Regions from separate parts of the Sus scrofa genome. Here region 2 is linked to region 1. The links are chromatin contacts, called in public HiChIP or PLAC-seq maps. All regions are on one chromosome and are shown on one strand. Each heading gives the region's core, a stretch centred on a gene start, on an enhancer-like site or on the middle of the called end of the contact. The rest is flanking DNA. Distances are from core to core; before and after follow the strand shown.

What was found. HiChIP or PLAC-seq counts read pairs in DNA pulled down with a chosen protein or histone mark.
Region 2: an H3K27ac HiChIP or PLAC-seq map of alveolar macrophages shows a contact between it and region 1. The contact joins the enhancer-like site here to the promoter of CD44 in region 1. A contact is called at or near these places in 5 of 47 Hi-C or Micro-C datasets (embryonic fibroblasts, fibroblasts, heart right ventricle and 1 more) and 2 of 2 datasets of contacts at active chromatin or transcription factors (alveolar macrophages and skeletal muscle).

What each region holds. Positions count from the first base shown.
Region 1 is chr2:25,881,713-25,887,756 of Sscrofa11.1, reverse strand. It overlaps CD44 (CD44 antigen), which reads left to right and starts at 3,548. Exons shown (of 14, transcript XM_013994425.2): 1 at 3,548-3,796. The coding sequence starts at 3,694.
Region 2 is chr2:25,983,030-25,989,181 of Sscrofa11.1, reverse strand. No RefSeq gene overlaps it. Among named protein-coding and RNA genes, the nearest start is that of MIR1343, 80 kb to the left of the region's middle. Within about 2 kb of position 4,346, at least 18 of the 83 cell types and tissues checked have an H3K27ac peak or open chromatin away from gene starts, as enhancers often do. A contact at or near this core is called in alveolar macrophages and skeletal muscle, where this site is marked.

The DNA.
Region 1 (6,044 bases), core at 2,299-4,798:
CAAATGGCATTATTTCCTTCTTTTTTTTTTTTTTTTATGACCAAGTAACATTCCATTGTCTAAATGTATCTAAGCCTTTGCTCTGACCTCTGTGGTCTGTTTCTGAGGGGGTGGGAGTGGGGGCTCCAAGGAACTGTCTAGTTCCATGAAACAGAAAGACAAACATTGTTTCTAGGGTTTCTAGTGAACATAAATACCCAACCCATCTTTCTTCCTCCTCCAAAAAAAAAAAAGAAAAAAAGAAAAAAAAAAAAAAAAGAAAGAAAAGAAAAAAGAAAGCTGAAAGCCCTGTAAGTGACATGAGGTGGCCAAGGCCATTCTTGTCTAGTGTTCTTTCCATGGAACTCACCAGGGCTGGTTTCTCAGGTGGTCAGAGCCTGAAGATCAACCTGGGAGCTAGTTGGTGCTCAGATGTTTCAGGAGAGAGTCCTCTTGGTCAGAGACAGCAGCATGACCAATTCTGCTGCTATAGGCAGCATTTTTCTTTTTCTTTTCTTTCTTTTTTTATTTTTATTTATTTATTTATTTTATTTTTAGGGCTGCACCCAAGGCATATGGAGGTCCCCAGGCTAGGGGTCAAATCAGAGCTACAGCTGCCATGCTGGCCTACACCACAGCCACAACAACACCGGATCTGAGCTGGGTCTGCGACCTAATAGCTCATGGCAACGCCAGGTCCTTAACCCACTGAGCAAGGCCAGTGATTGAACCCACATCTTCATGGATCCTAGTTGGGTTCATTAACTGCTGAGCCACGAAGGGAACTCCCAGGCAGCATTTTTCAACGTGCCTGCTGGGCAGGTGGGGCTCAGAGGCACCCTCTTCCTTTCAGATGGGCCACCCTATGAGTGGTTTGAGTGTTTGGGGAGTAGTAGGTCCAGTGATTTTTCGGCCCCCAAACCTTCTCCCTGAGAATGCAAGAGGAGTAGCCTGTAGTCAAGGAGGCTCTCCCCAGCTCAAAACCTTACCCTGAACTAGATAGTGTTTATTAGCTAGATGTTTGCTTTTTTTTTGCTTTTTAGGGCTGCACCTGTGGCATATGGAAGTTCCCAGACTAGGGGTCCAATTGGAGCTATGGCTGCCAGCCTGTCAGGGCCACAGCAAGGCAGGATCCGAGCTGCCTCCGTGACCTACACCACAGCTCATGGCAATGCTGGATCCTTAACCCACTGAGTGAGGCCAGGGATCGAACCCACAACCTCATGGTTCCCAGTCGGATTCGTTTCTGCTGTGCCAGGAAGGGAACACCCCCCCCCCCCATAGATTCTTACGTTGAAATCTTAACCCCAGTGTGATGGTATTAGGAGGTGGGGCCTTTAAGAGGTAATTAGGTCATATGGGTGGAGCCCTCATGAATGGGATTAGTGCCTTTATAAGAAGAGACACACAAAAGAGCTTGTCCTCCTCAAGCTCCCTCTCTCTCTGCCCCCACCCCCCGCCCCCCTGCGAGGCTAGGAGAAAACTGACAAGATGACCGCCTGCAAACCAGAGTGTTCTCACCAGAACTGTACCATCCTGGCACCCTGATCTTGGACTTCTCAGCCTCCAGAACTGTGAGAAATAAATTTCTGTTCTTTAAGCCACCTAATCTATAGTATTTTGTTACGGCAGCCTGAACTAAAACAGTGCTTGCTGATGGCTGCGTAATTTTGTGCCTGTACTAAACGCTACCTAATGACTAGCATGTCAAATTTCATGTTATGTCTATTTTAGTACAACAATAATAATAAGCTTATATTAGCTCCCTATTTCTTAGGAATCAAGCTCGATCTTCCCAGTAAAACTTAGAAATGGCTCACCCCACTAATTCTCATGTCTTGCTGGCCCCCCTCAACCTCTTCCTCTGATCAAATGTTCAAGTCATTCCAAACTGCTCTCCACAATCAAAAGGTAATTACTTTCCCTCAGAAATTCTGGCACAGCTCCTTCAGGGTCTTTTTTGTCAGAATCACTGGTAACCACTGTCATTTTCTGTATGTCTCACCAGGCAAGAATTCCATTAAGATTTACTTTCAGTAGTCCACATGAGCAACAAATACTGCTTCTGCATTTCACATATTAAATCACAGTATATTACGGATAGATATGACAGTGTGATATAAGGTAGGGTTTATGCCTCCCCTGAAGAATATGACAATTTCCTCCTCCTTTCGAGATTTGTTGGGTAGCCTAGATGGAGGAAAGTGGATTAACCCTTGCATAGATAGGAATATACATGGCAGCAAGAAAGAAGGGATAGACGCATGGGTGGGTGAGAGGGTGGATAAAATGGTGAATGGATATGTGGAGGATGGATGGGTGGATGGGCGAATAATGGATGGATACATGTATGATGAGATATACGGGTGGATGGAAGGAGACGAGGACAGTGTATAGATGGATGTGGATTTACAAAGAAATATGAGGAGTTCCCGTAGTGGTGCAGTGGTTAAAGAATCCGACTAGGAACCATAAGGTTGCAGGTTCGGTCCCTGCCCTTGCTCAGTGGGTTAACGATCCGGCGTTGCCGTGAGCTGTGGTGTAGGTCGCAGACGCGGCTCAGATCCTGCGTTGCTGTGGCTGTGGTGTAGGCCGGTGGCTACAGCTCTGATTGGACCCCTAGCCTGGGAACCTCCATATGCCGCGGGAGTGGCTCAAGAAATAGCAAAAAGACAAAAAAAAAAAAAAAAAAAAACAAAAAAAAAAAACAAAGAAATATGAAAAGATTAAGGACAGCTGGATGAGAAGCTGGATGAGAGGGTGGTTGGAAGGATATGTGGTTAGATAAATGCATGGAAAGAAGGATGGATGGCTGTGAGTGTCTACTGGATGGACAGATGCACGAGCCCTGGAGGGAGGTAAGGTAAGATGGGTAGAGAGATGAATCAGTGGATGGAAGGATACTTGGGAGGATGAATGAGTGTGTGAGTGAGTGCGTGGATGAATGGGTGGATGGTTCCAGGTGCCAGCCTGAGGCTGGATGATAACAGGTGGGTCAGTGGCTGGTTATCATTAGCCTTCTCTGAGTGGTCCTGATAAGAATCAAAAATCCACCTGAGGCTGTGAACTTCCTTCTCCTTCGAGGGAAGAAGAATGTGCACTTCCTCTCTTCCCTGGGAAGAATCACAAGCTCCCCATCATGGGCAGGGAAGCACCACTCTCCAGGGCAGGACCTGGCTCTGTCCCAGCTCTTCTCCCAGAATATCCAGCTGCCTCTGAAAACCCAGGGAGAAGAGCTCCCCAGCCAGATGCAAAGAGAAACAGTAAAGAGGAGAAGCCAGAGGCTGATCCCAAAGGGCTGAAGTTTTACGACTCAGTCATTCCCTGCTGCGTCCAAAGGCTGGGCTCCCAGTCGCCTCTGGAGCGGAAAGCCGGTGCCTCCCGGTACGATGGAACCCCGCGGCCCCCCGGGGCACCCGCTTTGGCACCCGGTGTTACCATCTCCGTGGAGAAGGGGGCGGGGGCAGCGAGGCCAGCGCCAAGGAGAGCCGGTACGTCTTTAAACTTCTGCCGGCTGCTTAGTCACAGCCCCCTCGCTTGGGTGTGTCCTCCGCTCGCTCCCTCCCTCTTAGGTCACTCACTCAACCCTCGAATAAAAACTGCACCCAACTTCCCAGGCGCCCTCACTGCCAGCCGGACCCCAGCCTCGGACAGGTTCTGGCGCCCTGCTCGTCCAGTGCTCTGCCGGCCCCCGCCCAGCGCCCCGGCCCTTCCATGTCACCCGCTCACTCTCTCCGTCGTTCCGACGCCATGGACACCTTTTGGTGGCGCGCAGCTTGGGGACTCTGCCTCGTGCAGCTGAGCCTGGCGCAGATCGGTGAGTGCCTGCCGAGGCGGTGGGAGGGAGTGACAGGAGTGGCCGGGACCCGCCGGCAGTCGCGCGGGTTGAGTTGGCCCTGGGGCACCTGAGTCAAGTGGGCGGCGAGCGGCTGGGATTTGGGGAAGGAGAGCCGGGCACGGATTTGCGCTAAGCTGGTGGAGAGCCTGTTGGTGGAAAGCACCGTTTTGTTGAAAAGAGAAAGAACGAAGAAAAGTTTGCTGGGCAGGCTGCCGGCGGTGGCGCGCAGTTTTGGGTGAGGTTGTTGGAGCCCTAGAAGCACAAGGCAGAAAGTAACTGTATTCCTGGGCGCGCACAGCCCGCGCGTCTGGACTAACAGGCTCTGGTGCCCAAGGGCGCTGGAAGCCCGGCTGGGCTGTGGCCGGGCAGAGCTGGGCAGGGCAGGGACAGGGGCTAGGGCAGAGGCAGGGCTGTTGGCGAGGTGGCCATAGAGGTGGGCACAGTGGCTATGTGTGAGGGCTGGTGGCCATGAGCTTTCTAGAAAGGGGTCCTGGGTTCCAAGGCTCTTACAGTTGGCTCCAGTCACTAAGGATCTTAACACTGTGGGAACCTGAACCAGCACTGTGGCAAGGTTCTGGGTCTCCACGAGGTGCCAGCCTGGGTCAGGGAGTGTGAATAGGAGAGGCACTGACTGGGCCAGCTGCTAGGTCCTGGCAACCTCCTGCTTCTGCCGATCAGTTAGGGGAAATCCAGCCAGCAGCGATGTGGCTCGTATTCCCTGCCTGGCAGCCTCTAGGCAGGATGGGGGAACCTGGGCACCAGGGTGGCATCAGGAATCCTGGATCTGGGGCTGCCAATATCCCATCCCAATAGGCTCCATGCCCTTCAGTGGCTGTTGGGGGGAGAGGCTGTGTGTGATGTATTGGTGAGGCTGAACTCCAAGCATTCCTTTCTTTTGTCTATAGAGGTACAGATAATTACATGGCTGATTTGGTTATCGCTAGAAAAATTAATTATTTTTCTTTTAAGAAGTGCCAGCTGGGTCATTAGAACAGCTCAACCTATGGTTAATTCCACTCAGCAAGTGTTTATTAAACACAACCCTGGGAGTACCAAGAAAGTAAAAGACACAATCCTAGTTGGGTGCATTAGAAGGACATGTGGGGATCTAAGATGTAGATTCCTCAAACAGAACAAAAGTAATCACCGATCATAATAATTAATATTAATAGGGATGACTGCACTAGCTACTATTTCTTATGCACTTTTGCTGTGCCAGGCACTGTGCTGAATTCTTGACTTGGGTTATCTCATTTCACCCTTGTGATGGCCCAGTGTGGTGTTGTTAGCCTTTTTTTTTTTTTTTTTTTTTTTTTTACAGGAGGGAAACACAGTGAAGCTCAGAGAGGTTAAGTGACTTGCTGATGTTCACACAGCCAGAAGGATGGGTGGTCGTGTGAACCAGACCCCTGAGCCTATTGCTTAATCAGAATATGTTAGGCTGGGTGTGTGGCATAGACAGACTCTCAGAAAAGATTTTATGGAAGGTGGGGTCGTGGTGGACCAGAGCCCTTAGAGGAGGCTTTCAAAGGCAAGGAACTAGACCTCCAAGGAGCCGTGGAAAGGCAGAAATGCTGGGGCGGGGAGAGAAGAGGGGAAGATTCCAGGGGGAGCCCTGAGCCTGGTCTCAGTGAAGAGGAACCAGGTTGGTGTCTCTGTGACCTCTAAGGAAGTTTATTTGTACATTATGTTCCTGTGTCATCTTCTGCTTTGTTTCTGAGAATTCTGACTCCTGACTCCCTCCATCCTGTAGCCCTGATTCTTCTTAAGGGCCCCATCCCCCAATATTCAGCACTGTCTTGACCCTTGAAGTTCCTCCCCAGACCAGCAGGCTCTCCTGCCCGGAGTTTTTGTGGTCCCTTTGGGCAGCATCATTTGGAGGAAGCGCCCAAAAGTGCCTGTAGCAATAACTGCTGGGGCCCAGGCTTTCATGTGCTTGTAAAGTTGTTTGAAAGGAACTGAGACTTGGAAAGGAGACGTGACTTAACAGCAGGCTTGGGCTGGGCAGGCAGAGAAGGGAAGGAGAAAGAGGAGGCGGGGAGGTTCTGCTGTTGCCCCGCTGCTAGTGGAGGCAGTGGGCTCTGGAGGACAGTGAGGAAACTGTGGGAAGGGGCGAGGCTTCGGGAAGGAAGAAAGCTCCCATCTCCCTACTGGAGAGCAAGAAGTGGCGATGTGGCCGAATGCACTCAAGCAGCATTGGACCCAGACTCTTTAAGCTGGAGAATAG
Region 2 (6,152 bases), core at 3,097-5,596, 100 kb before region 1:
TCATAGACTTGTGGGAGTTCCCTTGTACATAACTAGTTGCTTTTCCCTTGCTGCTTTAAGATTCTCTCTTTAATTTTTGTCATTTTATTTATGGTGTGTCTCAGTGTGGTCCTCTTTGGGTTTATCCTGTTTGGGACTCTCTGTGCTTCCTGGACCTGGGTGTCTGCTTTCTTTTCCCAGGTTAGGGAAGTTTTCAGCTGTTAAGTCTTCAAGTATATTCTCTGCCATTTTCTTCTCCTTCTGGACCCTTTATAATGTGAAAGTTAGTGTGCTTGATGTTATCCCGAAGGTCTCTTAACCTGTTCTTACTCTTTTTTTTAAATTCTTTTTTTCTTTTTTCTTTTTGGTTTGAGTGATTTCCACTATCTGTCTTCCAGTTTGCTGGTCCTTTCGTTTCCTGATCCATAATCTCCTGTTTATTACTTTTAGTGTATTTTTCATTTGTTACTCTATGCTTTAGCTCTGTTTGGTTCTTTTTTCTATTTTCCTTTTGTTAAACTCCTCACTGGGTTCATCCATTCTTGTCTTGAGTTCTTTGAGCATCTTTATGAGTAGATTGCTTACCTCCCCTTCACTTAGTTCTGGGGTTTTATTGTGTTCCTTCATTTGGTACATATCCCTCTGTTGCCTCATTTTTCCTAATTCTCTGTTTTTATTTCTATGTATTTGACAGGTTGTTTAAACTTCCCAATCTTAGAGAGTGGCCTTATGTAGGAAATATCTTATGGGGCCCAGCAGTGCACTCCCCTTTGGTCATCAGAACTAAGAGTGCCCTCTACGTGGGCTGCATAGCCCCTTTTGTTGTGGTGGACTGACTACTGTGGGCATGCTGGAAGGTGTGACTGGCCCCTCGTCTTGTTGCAACTGCCTGCCTAATACAGAGACTGCCAGCTTCTGATGAGTGAGGCCAGGTCCTGGCACAGCCTAGGAAGTCCTGGTTCTGGTACCAGCCCTGGTTCTGGCTGTGGAGCACTGGGAATCCTGGGGCTAGTTCTGGCTCACTGGTATGTAGAGAACCAGTTCCTAGGGTAGCTGGCTACAAGGCCCAGGGTCCTGAAGCCTAGTGTTAGCCTACTGGTGTGCAGGGCCAATTCCTGACATGGCTGACTGTGAGGTCCAGGGTGTCCTGGAGCTGGTGTCAGCCCACTAGGTCCCTGGAGTGGTTGGGGACTAATGGGGTCCTATGGCAGCTGTCGTCTTTACACTCCAGAAATAAACCTCACTTGGTCCTAGGATAAAATCCTTACAATATGATTTGAGTTCTGTTGCCTCATATTTTGTTGAGGATTTTTGTATCAATATTCATCAGGAATATTTGTCCATAGTTTTCTTATAGTGTTTGGTTTGGTTGGGTATCAGAATAATGCTGGCCTCATGGAATGAATTAAGAAGTGTTTCCTTCTTTTCCACCACTTTTTGGAAGAATTTGAGAAAGAGTAGTGTTAATTCTTCTTTCAACATTTGGTAGAACTCACTGATGAAACCATTTGGTCTTGGACTGTTCTTTGTTGAAAGGTTTTTAGTGACTAACTCAGTCTCCTTTCTATTTACAGTTCTGTTAAGATTTTCTCTTTCTTCATGGTTTGGTCTTGGTAGGTTTTATGTTTTAGGAATTTTCCCATTAAACAGATATTAAAGGGGTAATCAATGGTATAATCAGTGAGAAGTTTTGCTCTCCTATCCTTATCCATTCAATTCCTCCCTTCCTCCACAGGTAACCCATTATATTTATTCCTTGGGTAGTGTTCCAGTGTTTTATATACTATTACTATAAATTGAATTAGGTACTTCACTTTTCCTCCTTCCTAAAACAAGAGCACTTTTTGCTTTTGTTTGTGTGACTTTTACTTAAGAATGTGTTATGATGCTCTGTCCACTGTGAGCTTTCATTGGGTGGAAAAAATTGTACTTTATTGTTGAGTGAAAACACATCTTTGTTTAGAAATTTTAAATGATAGAACTGTTGCCTCAGCACTTTAAAGATAATGATTTCATTGTTTTATGGCCTGCACCATTGCTGATAAAAAGTCTTTCAGTTATTTTGATTGCTTATTACTTTTCAGTTAATCTTTTTTATTTCTGGTTGTTTTTCATTGTCTTTGATGTTTTTCATTTCCTCACAAATAGCTTAGGGGTGAATTTATTTTTATTTGTACTGTCCAGTACTCTTGTGTACTTTTTTCTGTCAGAGAACTGAGAACTTGTTTCTTTCTTCAATTCTGGAAATTTCTTCCCTATTATCTTTTTAAAAATTATCCTTTTATCCTACATTCTTGATTCTTTCTTTCTGGAATTCCCATTAAATAAAGGATGACATGTTGTAAAAATACAAGCAACACCATTTATATTGGATGCTTGTGAATGGTAGCATTTACAACTGAGTAGCATAGCAGCCCGATTTTATATCTGCTGGATTTTCTCAACCTAGCCTCCATATTTTCTGTCTGTTTATATTTGCCATCTGTTCTCTGTGATATATTTTAGACAGTTTTCTCAGTTTTATCTTCCAATTCACTAATTTTCTCAGCAGCACATCTATTTTTCTATTAATTATCTTATTGACTGTGTTTCCATTCAGTTCTTTTTCAAATCTGTCTTTTATTTTACTGTACTATACTCTCCTCTCACTATGAGTCATATTTCTTCCTCCCCCCATTTCCTTAAACTTCTTAATTATTTGAAACATTTCTTTTAGGCTGTTCTACTAGATTTAGATTGTTCTACTAGGTCCAGCTCCTAGGGGGCTAACTATTTTGTTTATAGTGCCTGATGACTCTCTCCTATGGTAGATTATTTATGCACATAGCTTATCATTTTATTTCTGTTGATGTCATAAGCTTCAGCAGGAGGCTTATCTACTCTGGAATTTGGAAGAGTCTGTAAAGAATTGTCTTGTTTTAATTTCTGCTCCTAAGTCTTCTTGGATAGGATTTCTACACAAATAGTAGAATCCCATCAGTACACCTGTGTTTTCTATAGGCTTGGAGTATGTATATCTCAAGTGCATATTTATTCTTCACCTTATGTCCTTGGCAAATGACAGGCTTCCTTTATCTTTTTTTTTTTTTTAACTTTTATGCCAATCATTGTATTTTCATACAATGGATAAATTCTTAAAATTTTTCATGAAAATCAAAACCATACGTTAAATGCAACGCTAAATGTTTTCCGAAAGTAAATAATCACCTTCTAATCTACCAAAAAGTAAATACAGGCCCAACGGTAGGATGTTGTTTTAAATTTAATTTGGCATTGTCCATTTAAAAAGTGATTGGGCTATCTTGATATATCCCCCAGTACCCCTCACGTCACCCACTTACAAAGCAGAACATTCAGCAGAACTTTGAATATTGTTCAGTGATTCTCAACTGTCACTTAATACTGTGCGTAGAAATTCACCAAAAAAAAAAAAAAAAAAAAGAACTAAGGGTTTGGGTTTGCATATGAATTCAGAGGTAGCCTGGGAGTTTGGGGGTTTCTAACTGTGGGCCCCCCAAGCCCTCTTTTTTTGGTGGTATTGACAGCTTCTTGTGAAAAGACAAAATGCCTGTGTTTTGGGTGTGGCTCCCAAATTTGCTTCTGTAAGTAGTGTGACTCATTTGTTGGGCTCACTTAATATAAAGTGGTGGGAAGTTGTGGGAAGAAAACTACTTAGCAGGAGAAAAATATAGTACTTTGGGGGTTTCTAATGGCTTTCCTGAGACGAGGTGTCTGCTGAGCTGAAATGGCATTAACACTTTGAAGGGTGTGTTCTGTGCCTGGCACAAGACATGAAGCTAGTATCATCTGCCGATTTCTACTGGGAAGGAAGGATCCTGACACTGATTGAACACCCGTCGTATGTGGGATCCTGAGCCAGGTGCTTTGCATTAAAAGATAGTGTTTTTTTAATCCTCATTAAAAAACCTTGTTTTATACATAAGGGGGCTAAGATTTAGAAAGATTTGACAGTCTTATTCATGGTTCCATAGCCAGCAAGTAGCTAAGAAAGCTTGGATTTTAAAGCCAATGTTCTTTCAGAATCCACTGGGCCTGGAAGGATGTACAGTAAATTCAGTTCACTGCTGGGAAAGTATGTGAAGGGCTTAAATTAGCAACTGCACCACCTTAAGAAAAGTTAAAGAGAACCCGTGTGTGGCAAAGGGAATTTTTTTTCTAGTAACAATTTTTATCACTTTGTACTTCCTGTGTCTGATGCTCTGTCTCCATAGTGAGGTTGCACCCAGCATGAGTATCCTGGGGCTCCATGAATATTACTCGTCTCTAATGTATTCCCTCAGTCCTTGTACGAGGCCGAATGCTGACGCCTGGGATGAGCCTCAGCAGACGTCAAACTTGTGTGTCATTTTATGAGTGAGAGCTTCTGAGCTGACTCCCATGAGCTGTGACTCACGGGGCTTCTAATTATAACTTGTCCTGGCTTCTCAGATAATGGGCTTGTCTCAATGGTTTCCAGGACAGATTAGATCAGTCCTATATTTTGTGGGTCTTTGGCGTACAGCCAAGTCGTGTTACCCTTTTAGAAACAGAGCGGAGACTGATGTGCTGTCCAGAGTGTGAATGGTGCCGCTAAAGTTTTCACAGTAACTTGACCACACCTCTTAGCAAGTGTTCTCAGGGTTCAGATGCCGGTGGTGGGGTTTGGCAGCCCTGCTTCAGCCCTCAACACTAGAGTGTACAAATCCTAAAAGAGCCTTGGCACCGTGAGAACATTCGTATCCCATGGCTGATGGGTCATAGACTTTACATCCCACAGAACCAGAAACTTAAGAACGAACACCAGAGGCAATAGCAATAGAGAGGGCAAAGAGAGGGCAGACCTAGAACAGAAGGCATGTCATCAGACCTGTGGAAACTGACAGACCATGTACTCGTGGGGCATGTCCTGGTGACGCTGGGAAGTCATTCGGTAGACAGTGCTGGCAATTAGTAGTCTTGCAAGGCACACAGCAAAAGCCTCTGAAACACAGGCTACACTGACACAAATGCAGGGTCTGAAAGCGACCTGAGAGCTCCAGTGTTTAATTAGCACACTTTACAGACCAACCACAGCTCAGAAAGGCGAGCGTTACACAGATGGGTAGAGCCCGCTATTTTTTCAATTCCCCGATTAACATTTTTAATGCACAACAAATACCTAAGTTTTTCCTCCAAGATTAAAATATTTTCCTGTGTTTATGAGTCAGTTGACTAAAACTGAGCTGGGATGGGGCGGTGATTGGGGTCATCTTAAAAGAAGTAGGCAATATAATTCAGGAGTTCCCATCATGGCACAGTGGTTAACGAATCTGACTAGGAACCATGAGGTTGTGGGTTCGATCCCTGGCCTTGCTCAGTGGGTTAAGGATCTAGCATTGCCGTGAGCTGTGGTGTAGGTTGCAACATGGCTTGGATCCCTCGTGGCTGTGGCTGTGGCTGTGGCTGGTAGCTCTAGCTCCAACTAGACCCCTAGCCTGGGAACCTCCATATGCCGCGGGAGCGGCCCTAGAAAAGGCAAAAAGACAAAAAAAAAAAAAAAAAAAAAAGACATAGGCAGTATAATTCAATGGCATATTTCCAGATGTAGAATCTTTAGAATGTGACGCCACATCTCAAGCTGTTTCTCTATGGTTCATGCAGAAATTTTTATAGTGAGCTCAGAGCTCAGGACTTGGAGGGTGAATCTGCACTGAGATTTTTTCTTTTCTGTCCTTCTTGTGTCCCTTCTTTACCTTTGCACCTCATCAACCCTGACCAAATTGCTGAGACAGCTCATGATGGGGTGAGGATGAGAAGGAGTCAGAAAAAGGGCAAGAGGGGCCTGGGGGCAGGTCTCAGCATGAGTTGAACTTGAAAGAGACCAAGACCATATGCCGAATATGAAGGGCCAAAGTCAAAGTAGACCCAAGCTCGGGAGCAGGCAGAGACAAGGTTCCAGAAGAATAGGAGCAAGCCAAGGAGAAGGGTCTGTGGAGGGAACAGCAGAGAGATTGCCAACACTTTCAACTTATAGGAACTACTAGAGCAACAGATTGGAGATCAAGCTTGGTGCGATTGTTCTGTCTGCTCTGGACAACAAATGAACATTAAATGCAGTGTATGTTTGCTCCATATATATTCCAAATGGTTAAAGTACAAGGTTACCAGACTTTCTCATTTCTACCCCTTATGAC